Regions from separate parts of the Mus musculus genome. Here region 2 is linked to region 1. A link is a contact called in public HiChIP or PLAC-seq data. All regions are on one chromosome and are shown on one strand. Each heading gives the region's core, a stretch centred on a gene start, on an enhancer-like site or on the middle of the called end of the contact. The rest is flanking DNA. Distances are from core to core; before and after follow the strand shown.

Region 1 (6,060 bases), core at 1,995-4,494:
GAAAGAACCCAGATGTCCTTCAACAGAGGAATGGATACAGAAAATGTGATACATTTACACAGTAGAGTACTACTCAGCTATTAAAAACAATGACTTGATGAAATTCCTAGGCAAGTGGATAGAACTAGAAAATATCATCCTGAGTGAAGTAACCCAATCACAAAAGAACACACAAAGTATGCACTCACTGATAAGTGGATATTAGCCCAAAAGCTCAGAATACCCAAGGTCCAGTTCACAGACCACATAAGAAGGAAGACCAAAGTGTGGGTGCTTCAGTGCTTCTCAGAAGGGTGAACAAAATACTCATAGGAGCAAATACGGAGACAAAGTGTGGAGCAGAGACTGAAGGAAAGGCCATTCAGAGACTGCCTGACCTGGGGATCCATCCCATATACAGTCACCAAACCCAGACACTATTGTGGATGCCAAGAAGTTCATGCTGACAGGAGTCTGGTATAGATGTCTTCTGAGAGGCTCTGCCAGAGCCTGACAAATACAGAGGCAGATGCTCGAAGTCAACCACTGGATTGAGCATGGGGTCCCCAATGCAGGAGTTAGGGAAAGGAGTAAAGGAGCTGAAGGGGTTTGCAACCCATAGGAAGAACAATATCAACCAACCAGACCCCCCGGAGCTCCCAGGGACTAAATTACCAACCAAAGAAAACACATGGAGGGACACGTGGCTCTAGCTGCATATGTAGCAGAGGATGGCCTTGTTGGACATCAATGGGAGGAGAGGCCCTTGGCCCTGTGAAGGCTTGATGCCCCAGTGTAGGGGAATTCAAGGGTGGGGAGGTGGGAGTGGGTGGGTGGGTGGGTGAGCCCCCCACATAGAAGCAGGGGGAGGGAGGATGGGATAGAGAGTTCCCGAGGGTTGGGAGGAAACCAGGAAAGAGGTAACATTTGAAATGTAAATAAAGAAAAAGTGTCCATTTATTTTGCCTCTCCCAGTTCACTGTAAGATCCTTGACGACAGAAACTTTGACTTATACTACAGATGCAGATTCCAGGGAAGTGCTTAGCACATGGCTAAGTACCTAGTAGTTTCTGGAATGAACAGATGAACGCAGTTACTGTCATCTGTAGATGAACTACTTTTGATTTCCTTGATTTTTCATGTCAAAACATGGACTTTTTTGAACATGAAAGAAAGCATGTTATTTGAAAAAGCAAGATGAAACCTCAGTCATCCAAATGTCAATAATGAACAGACTACAACACTAAGCAAAACTTTCATCATGTTACCCCCCCTCTGGACTCACAAGACACCTCTTCTATAATCACAGCCTCAACGTTTGAACCTGCCTCAGTGAACCGCTTCTTCCCACCAGCACCAGTAACTCCCAGACTGTTTCTGCTCAGACTCCTCCTCTGCTCACCAGTTCCTCACTTGGGAAATGAGAGGAAAGGTCAAAGTTCAGAGACCCAAAGATAACCACCAGATAGCCTCTTCTACTTTAGCTACAAAGAGGTCTTTTCAAAAGAGGTATTACTAGACATCTATAAAATCTTAATACTTAAACAATCTAATTACTGAGATGCTTTTTGCTTTATTATCTCTAACATGATCATTTAAACCACCTTTTATTGACAGTGATTTGTTAAATTAACAGCCATGCTTTAATTTCTATGACAAGTCCTCTATCACTAGGCAGGTAAGTGAAATTAAGCATGTTATTCTTCTGCATATATAAGCACAGAGCACAACAGATAAAAATCACAAATTAAAAGAATGATGCTCATATACGACAAAAATTTTCACTCCTATCTCTTGACCCAAATAGTCTTCAGCTGCATAGAATGTCTGAAATAGCCTGTTTGAAGCATGATACAGAGAGCTTATTCTCAATTAACTATGCTGCCTTTTCATCATTTTTAAAGAAAATGCACATTTGTAGAACAGGATTAGACACAGTCATTTTTTTTAAGCCACCCCAAAGAACCCACAGGACAAGACTAGCACTTCGATCAGTTTCCATGGTGACTAGCAAAAAACCATCACACTGCAGATAATATTCCAGTACAAGTTTGAGGCCAAAGCTGCTCCAAGGCTTGGAGAAGTCTTATGCTTTCTGTTTGGTTGACAGGAAAAATCAAAACAGAGAGCAACCTGTTCCCATGGAGGGGTCCAAGCAACCTTCTGAGACTACCTGAGGAGGAAGTGAATTCAGGGAGGAACTGAATTCAAAAAGGTTTCATTGTTTAAGAGTCACAGGCAGCAACCCAGCTAGTCCCTGCTTTTAGCAATCCCTAGCTTCTTATCTGCCCCATGATTACATGGAATCTCCTTTCAGAGCCCAGTGGACTGGCGATCCCAGTTCGCTTTCCTGCTGTGGCAGACCATGCACGCCTCCTGCTCTCTAACTAGCTTTACAAAAGTACAAAGGAAGCTTATGGGAGACAAGGGAAAGACTTTCTCAAGACGCTTCTTTAAGAACTATTAAAGACAGCAATCCATGCCTCCTTTTTTTTGTAAAATTGGTTGATGTGGTTAATTTGGCAAAGCCTATGAGAGATGGAAAAGGAAGCAAGACATGGTGAGAGTTTCAAGCTCCTAATTTATATCTGATGATGCCAACAACAAATAAAGGCTCTCTAAAACTGCTTCCCCTTCATCTGAGTGCTCTGACCCACTTGTGTGCAGCAGTGCTGACCCCAGCCTTTCACGCACTGCATCTGCCAAAAGGGAACGAACGCATGTCCTGACCACAGGAAACAGGCTGGAACAAAAGCTATCATGTCCACAGCCAACATTAAAGCTTTAAAATGCCACAACCTAAAACAGTACCATTCTGAATTCAGATTTATTTTCCCAGCCTTTAATCTTATCAAAGCTTGTTTTCTATGTTCTTAGCCACTCCACTGTGTTTTCTAGCATATAACATTTTCATACACAAGTTTTGAGAATGTGCTGCATATGTTTTAACTGAAAATTAAAAGTGCCGAAACACAAATGCTTCTCTAAATATAATTCTTCTAAGGCAAAAATGATCGTTGGCAATTTGTGGGCACTTGAGAAAGCACTGGAACTCACTCAAAACTTTGGAAATTTCCACCACACCTAATCTATTTTCAATCAGTTAGCAAGAGTTTACCAGGTATGTAGCAATGGGCCAGGCAGCAGTGGCAACTCATTTAAGATGCAGCCCTGACACCAGGGTCACCTAATGGCAGATGAACATATGAAGGGACAAAAAGGAAGTGATGTGATCTGAAACCACTAATGAGGCTTCACAGAGGAAGTGACATAGGACATCTAGTCAGTACAAGGAGTGCAGTGAGTACAGAATGGAGAACTGGGTAGAAGCAGCCCTAGGGCCTGAGCTGCACAACTTGGACAGAGACCTGCATGCAATGAGAACATTTCTACAAACAGTGTGAGAAATCACTATTTAATTCAACAGGAAGGAGCTTAGAGTGAGCAACATAAAAGACCGAGGTTGGTTTTTTGGTTTGTGGTGGTACTGTCATTGTTGTTGTTGTTCCCTGCCTCTACCTTCTAAAGTGTATGAGTTATAAGTGTGTGCCACTGCACCTGCCAAAATTATAAAGTTTTACCTATATTCATAATAGAGAAATGAGCTATTTCTCCAATGACAGTTGGTGACTGTCAGGTGAGAATGGAGTAGGAGAGCTAAGATGACAGGTCGGGACAATGTGAAGGCTGCAAGGGTTTTGCTGTTCCCTGAATTAGATGTGAGTTCTATGTCCCCTCCCATTAAACCTGAGAAAGCACATGTCAATTTCAACTAGGCTGACTAACCAGGTTGGGTCACAAAAGGCCATACAGCTTCCTTCTTAATGACCAGGACACCAACTTGAGCAACACTTAGTCACCAGCAAAGAAGTTCCACTACACTGAGGCTGCCAAGCTCTGGGCAAGACTAGGCAATAAGTAGTAACCATGCTAACATACTCCATTCAACAACCCTGGCCAGTCCACCCTTGTTACCACAGCCACTACCAAGCACATGTGTAAAGAACTTGATATATCCATTTGGGCCTTCACCGTTGAAGCTGCAGCACTGTAGAAGGAACAAGCCATTCCTAATGCTCTATCCAAATCCCTATCCCATAGAAACTGCGAGCATACTAAAAAGGATGGAGCTTTACCTAATAAGTTTAGGGTGCGCATCACTAACTCAAACAGGTGGTGGCAAGATGTAGCTAATTTCTAAAGAATACATGGACAGAAGATTTTAGAGATCAGGATGCTGGCTCCATTTACATCACTGAAATTTGACCTATCTGTTGGCAATCAGAGGAGGAGGAGGAAGAGGAAGAGGAGAAGGAGGAGAAACCTACATTAAAAAATTCAGTTTTTTTAAAAAAAATAGATGTTGACTGAAGAAGCGGTATTTCTAAAACAAGGAGACCATGTGGGAAACAAACAAACAAAAAATGTATAGGGGTGAAGTAATATGAGCGAGGGTAAACAGAAAGGGTCAGGATAAGCAAGGAAAATATAACATTAACCAAAATGTCCAACAATGGGGATATGGAACCTGAAGAGTCCACCTCCAGTAATTAGGGGCCCCAATTGGAGGGATGGGGACATTAACCCACCTACAAAACTTTCGACCCAAAATTGCTCCTCTCTAAAAGAAATGCAGGGACAAAAATGGAGCAGTCTAAAGGAATGTGCAACAAGTGACCAGCCCAACTTGGGGTCCATCCCATGGGTGGGCACCAATCCTTGACACTATTACTGATGCCATGTTGTGCTTGCAGACAGGAGTTTGGCATGGCTGTCCTCAGAGAAACTCTACCAGCAGCTGACTGAGACAGATGCAGACACAGTCAAGCATTGAATAGAGGTCAGGAACCCCTATGGAAGACGGAGGGGAAGGAGCTGAAGGAACTGAAGGGGATGGCAACCCCACAGGAAGAACAACAGTGTCAACTAACCTGGACCCCTGGGAACTCCCAGAGACTGAGCCACCAACCAAAGAGCATACACAGGCTGGTCTGAGGTCCCTGGCACATATGTAGCAGAGGGCTGCCTTGTCTGGCCTCAGTGGTAGAGGATATAGGGACTTGATGCCCAGGGTGGGGGATATAGGGGGAGCACCCTCTCAGTGGCAAAGGGGAGGGGATATGGGGGAAGAACTCTGTGAAGGGGGATAGAGGAGGCAACATTTTGAATGTAAATAAATGAAATAATTTAAAAAGTAGAAAGATCATGACTGGCATCTGTCTCTGGGCAGAAAGGGAAGGATGTAAGGATGATGGGAGAAAAGAAGTTTAATGGTGAGCAAAAACATGAAAGAAGCTATTGACAAAAGCCACTTTTCAGTGAAATGGGAAGCGATGGGAGACAAGGCTTGTGAGCAGGAAAAGATGGGAAGAGCACCAGTGGCCACCAAGAGAAATGGGTCTCAGGCAAGGCAGCACAGGCATGGTGGCATACATTATAGTTCCAGTATCTGGGAGCTAAGACAGGAGAATCACAAAATCAAAACCAGGCTGGGCTACAAAGTGAAATCCTGTTTAAAGAAAGAAGGGCATATTGGGGAGGCAGGGTTGACTTGAGACAAGACCATAGAAAGAGTAAACAAGAGTCTACTAAATAGTCACTCAGAGATAGACAGACAGCCTGAAGTGAGAAGGGCAAGGTCTTTCCAATTGTGTAAGCACCATGCTGAGCATAGAGCCTAGGTGATGATAGTCCCTCAAGACATGAATAAGCCTACATATAAGAACACGGAAACGTTACCCATCAGAAATGCAGTGTATAAATGCTATGACAAATATCAAATATTTGCAGGAAACATCATAATTAGTACTTATATTTTTATCCTAAAAGTATGTCAGTTTTTATAAAGATTAAAAATATTTTCAGAATCTCTCAGTAAATGTAAATAATTGTGAATTTCAATGCACTTATAAATATAAAATATTTCTAACTAAGAATTACCTTTGAATTTCAGAACAGAAAACAAAAAGTAATGATTTTGTAATTTCTCCTCCAGGATTTGGTTTCTTGACCCAGCTTCCACTCTACCTTTAAAATAATTACACATTAAACATAAAGAGTGCTATCTTTCCTCCTCAAAA
Region 2 (6,060 bases), core at 1,302-3,801, 300 kb before region 1:
ACCCACTCCTGACTCCCTGCCCTCTCCCACCTTTCTGCCCTTGATTCCCCTACACTGAGACATCTATCGAGCCTTCATTGATGCCTGAAAAGGCCATCCTCTGCTACATATGCAGCTGGAGCCATGTGTTCTCCTTGGTTGGTTGCTTAGTCCCTGGAAGCTTGGGGGTCTGGTTGGTTGATATTACTGTTCTTCCTATGGGCTTGCAAACCCCTTCAGCTCCTTCAGTCCTTTCTCTAACTCTTCCACTGGGGATCTCTCACTCAGTCCAATGGCTAAAGCCAAAATTTCATATGAAGAAGTTGTTTTCTGGTGGCAAGTGAATGAAATTAAGATTCCACAACAATCATTTTTGGGAGCAGATCTTAGCTCACCTATAATACAAACTCGAGTTCCCGCTGGTGAATTAGGGATAGTTACTTTGCCTCTCTGGCCATTTTCATCATCATCATCAGTATTATTATAGACAACATTTATCACACTCTTAGTATGATTTGGGCACTGGGTTATTTTCATTAACAGTTATTTCTTGGATTATGTCATTTAATGTTTCCAACCACTTGATGTGCACTTTGATTATCTACAGAAGCAAACTCTACTTGATAACAATAGCTAGTATTTATTGAATGCTAAGATTCATGAAATAGATGCTAATGTGGTAGTATTGGGAGATGGGACCTTATAGGCCTTTCTAGAGGCAGTGAGCTCTGGTTCTCGTAGTTCTGGATTGGTGACCTCTGGAATGGGTTGTTAAAAAGTAAAGGGGAGCCTTCCCCTCTCTTTACACATGGTTGTTTCTGTCCATTTGCTGCACGTCCACTGCTGTCATATTACACAACACCCTCCCTAGGTGAGGCACTGAATCTCTCAGCCTTCAAAACTAAGAGCCAAAATAAATGTTTCTCTATAATTTACCTAGTGTCCAGTATATTGATGTAACAACAGAAAAATGAAGTAACACATTTACCACAAAATATACCTGAACAAGTATTTCATACATTGTACATCAGAACAGGCTAGGTGCTATTAAACCTCCACTGGAGGGGCCTTTGGGAGAGATGGTGCAGCAGTTAAGAGCACTTACTTTTCTTCTAGAGGACCAGTGTTTGGTTTCTAGCACCCACATCAGGTGGCTCATCTACACTTTATGTACATACCTATACATAGATACACAAATTTAAAAATAGTAAAAATAAATTCTAAAAGGCAAAAAAAATTTTTTAAGCCTTTTGTTTAACAGAGATGGGAGGCGGGGCTTAGAGGTAGCCTTTTACTTACATATGGCCTGTTACATTAGCTATATGTAGTCATTAGAGTATGTGGGTGGTATTTCTCATCAGTGGGTTGGCCCTCTGAACCATTTCCTGCATAATAATTTCCCTAGCATCACACTCACACCGTGTGGCCTGCAGCAGACACTTTGGTTGGCTGGCCCAGGGGTCAGGTGTGCGACATTGTTTGCTTGAGGCTGTTTTCATCTCTGCTTGACTTCAGGAGCCCATATAGGAATGAGCCCGTGCTTTCCAGTTCGGCTCCACTCTATGCAAAATCAGTAGCTTAGTCCCATCCTAAATGTTACCTTCAACAACGTTTCTTTAAAAGTCTGGCAAAGAGATGGCAAGATTATGGGGCTTCTGACAACTGTGGTAGCTTTTCTTTCCTGACTTATAAGGACAAGAGAATAGATAAATGGAAATTCACTAGAGTGACTAGGAGACAAAGTTATAACTTAGTTTCTCCAAATCTCTGTCTCTCCATATCTCTGTTCTCTCCATACACACACACACACACACACACACACACACACGCACAAATATATAAATACATGTCTACATGTACACGCGTGCACACACACACACGTCCAAACACACATATGACACCTGTGTGCAGACTCACAGAGTGACCAGTAAGAGATTAGAGGTGCAAGTGTGGTCATGATCTGCCTATCACAAGAACACAGCGGGAGATTTGGTAACACTTCATTTTCATGCATTTTCTGTAAAAGATCACAGGTCAGTGCTAAGACAAGAGACACACACAATCTGTTAGATTGATTGTAAATCTGAGGAGCAGTTATATCTAAATTATAGTTATTAGTGTTATTTCTGTCTCTTGGGAAATGATAAATTGCATTGGGTCTATTAGTAGGGTTATTATGCATTGAGGAACTTAATTTGGGGATAGTTTTGATTTCATTAGGAGAGAAAAAATACAGACATCCTTTGGCTGAAGCCTGACTATTTTGGGTCCCAGGCAGACATCATCTTCTTGTGGGAGATTGGCCAAGTGTCACTCGTTTGCTCCATGGGTGGTACAGATGAAAAGAAGAAACCCATGCAGGGGATTTGCTCTCAGCTTCATAATGATACTCTTCCCTCTTCTGACATCTACTAAAAATAACACTTGAATGAAGGAATTGGGTCACCTGTGACATTTTTGGTAGTAGCATAAAATTGGGGGTGGTAGAGGGGAAGCCTTTACATGTTCAAGTAGAACTGCACATGCTCAGCGTATTGGAATTGAACAAGACATTGCCAAACATAGCTACAGAAATTCCTCACTTGAATCTCTTCCAAGCACAGGAGAAAGGGCTGCATCTCCAGACAATGTGTGATACTCCCTGGGCAGAGGCAGAAGCAGAAGCAGAAGCAGAAGCAGATAGAGACACCTTGAAAGTCTCACTTCAATCTTGCCATTCTGTGCCTTCCCCATGTGATACACAGCCCCAGGAAGTAAGCAGTTCCCTTCATTTCTGCTGCATTGTTTCACTTCTCCAGTACAGGAAGCACACACAGCAGAGTATTTCAGTGTCAGAAGGTTGGGCTGAGATTTAGAGTCTTTGAAGAGAAAGACACATACTCTCATCCCAGGGCCTTTAGGGATACTTGGCACACAGTAAGGCCAGTAAAGTTTGTTGAATGAATAAAAGTTTGAAAGGTCTTTTGGCCTCTGTGGTCTACATTTTCACCTTAGCTGCTCAGCCCAGCCTTGGGGCTAGCACTTGGCTCAAGTGCATGAATCATGGCCTGGTGGAAACATGAAACTTAAGCAGTCCTATCCTACATGAGAATATAAACCTTGTCTGGCCCCTTCGGTGTTCTGTTACTTCTTTGTACTCTGCTTTTTGTGTCTCTCCCATGTATACACAAGACCAGCTCATTTAACTCTGCAATCCTCTGCCTGAGTGAGTCTCGACAATGAGAACCTCTATCTGGATGCTCTTCACCCTTCCACAAACCCTCAAAAATTTCCCCTGTACTTATCAGCATCTGATAACTTATATATTCACTTCTTTAGCATCCTTGGTACCACCTCCAGATGCAAACTAAGTAAGAGCAATGTTTGTGTTTCAGTGCTTAGAAATCAGAAATCTCTATAGTGAATGAGCAGGGGATTGGACTGTTTGTGTAGCTTGTGGTTTGCTGGTTGACAAAAATATTAGTACCAGTGAGCTCAAATAAAAGAATTTCACAGAAAGGATCCTATACAAATCCAAGTATGCATTTGGGATGTTGGTTGAAGAACCTCCCAGAGGCAAGAACTGAATGAGGATGACTTTAGTGGCAGCTCAGAGAAGTCCTTGACCTTGACCCCAGCATTCCAGAATTGCTGTATGTCTCCTATTTTGACCCTTGTTTCCTCTCACCCCCAGTACCCAATGTGTACTAAGCCATATAAAAGTATGAGCTCAGAGTTCACTGATTCATTGCCCCATCAGCCGCCTAGCATCCCACCTTACCTACAGAGAACTCCTAGTCATGAGCTCCTAACTCTTTAGCTTCTCCATCAATGAAATGGTGTTAACCAACCTACAATGAGGAGCAGACATCATACTGAGTGCACCCGGGAAGCCAGTTGACTGGCAGGTCAACTTCTAGAAGGATCAGACCACTGATCTTCCAAATATTATCTTCTTTCTCCAGTGATGTTCAATTTTCCTCTATGCGACCCTGTCTCTGCAAAGGGAGGTTCATCATACTACTACATCTGCTGATTTCAATCAGTTGGTTTGACAAAAAGCAAACAAACCCTTAATTTATGATACACTAGAGCATGAGGGGGAAAACAACATGATATTCATATTGGTTTTAGAATTTACAATTAGTGTGGAATCAGAAGTGCCAAGGATTACTCTTCATCTTCATTGTCATGGGTAGATTCTAATCCGGCTTGTGTTGCTGGCACTGAGCAAATACTAGCGAGGAGCCACCAGGACAACCTGACTAAGAGATGTTGTGTCTACAGGCAGTGCTGGTGCCGTCAGTGTGGAGAACTGTGTGAACTTGACAAAGGGAAAAGACTGAGATGACCACAGCAAAGCGGACTGACTGCAGGAGATAGTTACTGTTCCTGCTGAAGCTACAGTTTTTGGAAGACTTGGAACCAGCCCTGTCCATGTCTTCTATTCCTCTGAGTCCAGGCGCTGTTTCCATTCCTGGTGTGGAGGTTTTTAGAGCTAAGGTACCTGAACTGACCACACTGAAGTTCAGAACAGACCCTAGCAAGGTCCTACTTGGGATGTGGTTACCCTTAGCACTCCACAGAGAGCAGGCAGCAGTTAGAGGGAAGGAAAGAGCTGGAAGGAAGCCTATCCTGGCAACCAGTGATCACTGAGGTTCTCAGGGCCTGTGGGTCTCTGCTTCCTCTTCTCCAAACCCCATGGTTACAAGAACTAGACTCTTCTTGGCACTCTAGCTTTCAGAAAATTCTTAGATCATGCTAAGAACAGGAGTCCACAGCTATAGTGCCTGGGCCAAATCTAGAGCTTCAACTGCTTTTAAAACACTGTCTTAGTTAAGAATGGTGATTATACTTTTACACTGTTGGAGAGAAATAAAAAAAAACAATATTTCATGACATGAAAGTTGCATGAAATTCAAATTTCAATGTCCACAAGGAAAGTCGTATTGAAACAACAATATTTGTATTTTCTTTTTTTATTATTAGGTATTTATTTCATTTGCATTTCCAATGCTATCCCAAAAGTCCCCCACACACTCCCACACCCACTCCCCCACCCACCCACTCCTACCTCTTGGCCCTGGCGTACCCCTGTACTGAGGCATATAAAGTTTGCACGACCAATGGGCCTCTCTTTCCACTGATGGCTGACCAGGCCATCTTCTGATACATATGCAGCAAGAGACACAAGCTCCGGGGGGGGGGGGTACTGGTTAGTTCATATTATTGTTCCACCTATAGGGTTGCAGATCCCCCCAGCTCCCTGGGTACTTCCTCCAGCTCCTCCATTGGGGGCCCTGTGATCCATCCAATAGCTGACTGTGAGCATCCACTTCTGTGTTTGCTAGGCCCCGGCATAGTCTCACAAAAGACAGCTATATCAGGGTCCTTTCAGCAAAATCTGGCTAGTGTATGCAATGGTGTCATTGTTTGGAGGCTGATTATGGGATGGATACCCGGGTATGGCAGCCTCTAGATGGTCCATCCTTTCGTCTCAGCTCCAAACTCTGTCTCTATAGCTCCTTCCACGGGTGCCTTGCTCCCAATTCCAAGAAGGGGCAAAGTATCCACACCTTGGTCTTCGTTCTTCCCAAGCTTCATATGTTTTGCAAATTGTATCTTATATCTTGGGTATTCTAAGTTTCTGGGCTAATATCCACTTATCAGTGAGTACATATCATTTGAGTTCTTTTGTGATTGTGTTACCTCACTAAGGATGATGCCCTCCAGGTCCATCCATTTGCCTAGGAATTTCATAAATTCATTCTTTTTAATAGCTGAGTAGTACTCCATTGTGTAAATGTACCACATTTCTGTATCCATTCCTCTGTTGAGGGGCATCTGGGTTCTTTCCAGCTTCTGGCTATTATAAATAAGGCTGCTATGAACATAGTGGAGCATGTGTCCTTCTTACCACCGTTTGGGACATCTTCTGGATATACGCCCAGGAGAGGTATTGCGGGATCCTCCGTTAGTACTATGTCCAATTTTCTGAGGAACTGCCAGACTGATTTCCAGAGTGGTTGTACAAACTTGCAATCCCACCAACAATGGAGGAGTGTTCCTCTTTCTCCACATCCTTGCCAGCATCTGCTGTCA

The links. HiChIP or PLAC-seq counts read pairs in DNA pulled down with a chosen protein or histone mark.
Region 2: an H3K27ac HiChIP or PLAC-seq map of microglia shows a contact between it and region 1, with 5 times the contacts expected there. The contact joins two enhancer-like sites. A contact is called at or near these places in 2 of 115 datasets of contacts at active chromatin or transcription factors (embryonic basal ganglia and microglia) and 1 of 9 other capture datasets (embryonic stem cells).

The regions. Positions count from the first base shown.
Region 1 is chr12:52,117,640-52,123,699 of GRCm38.p6, reverse strand. The region is part of intron 3 of Nubpl (nucleotide binding protein-like); the gene reads right to left. Among named protein-coding and RNA genes, the nearest start is that of Nubpl, 23 kb to the right of the region's middle. Within about 2 kb of position 3,244, at least 23 of the 459 cell types and tissues checked have an H3K27ac peak or open chromatin away from gene starts, as enhancers often do. A contact at or near this core is called in microglia, where this site is marked.
Region 2 is chr12:52,421,477-52,427,536 of GRCm38.p6, reverse strand. No RefSeq gene overlaps it. Among named protein-coding and RNA genes, the nearest start is that of Gm35071, 22 kb to the left of the region's middle. Within about 2 kb of position 2,551, at least 14 of the 459 cell types and tissues checked have an H3K27ac peak or open chromatin away from gene starts, as enhancers often do. A contact at or near this core is called in microglia, where this site is marked.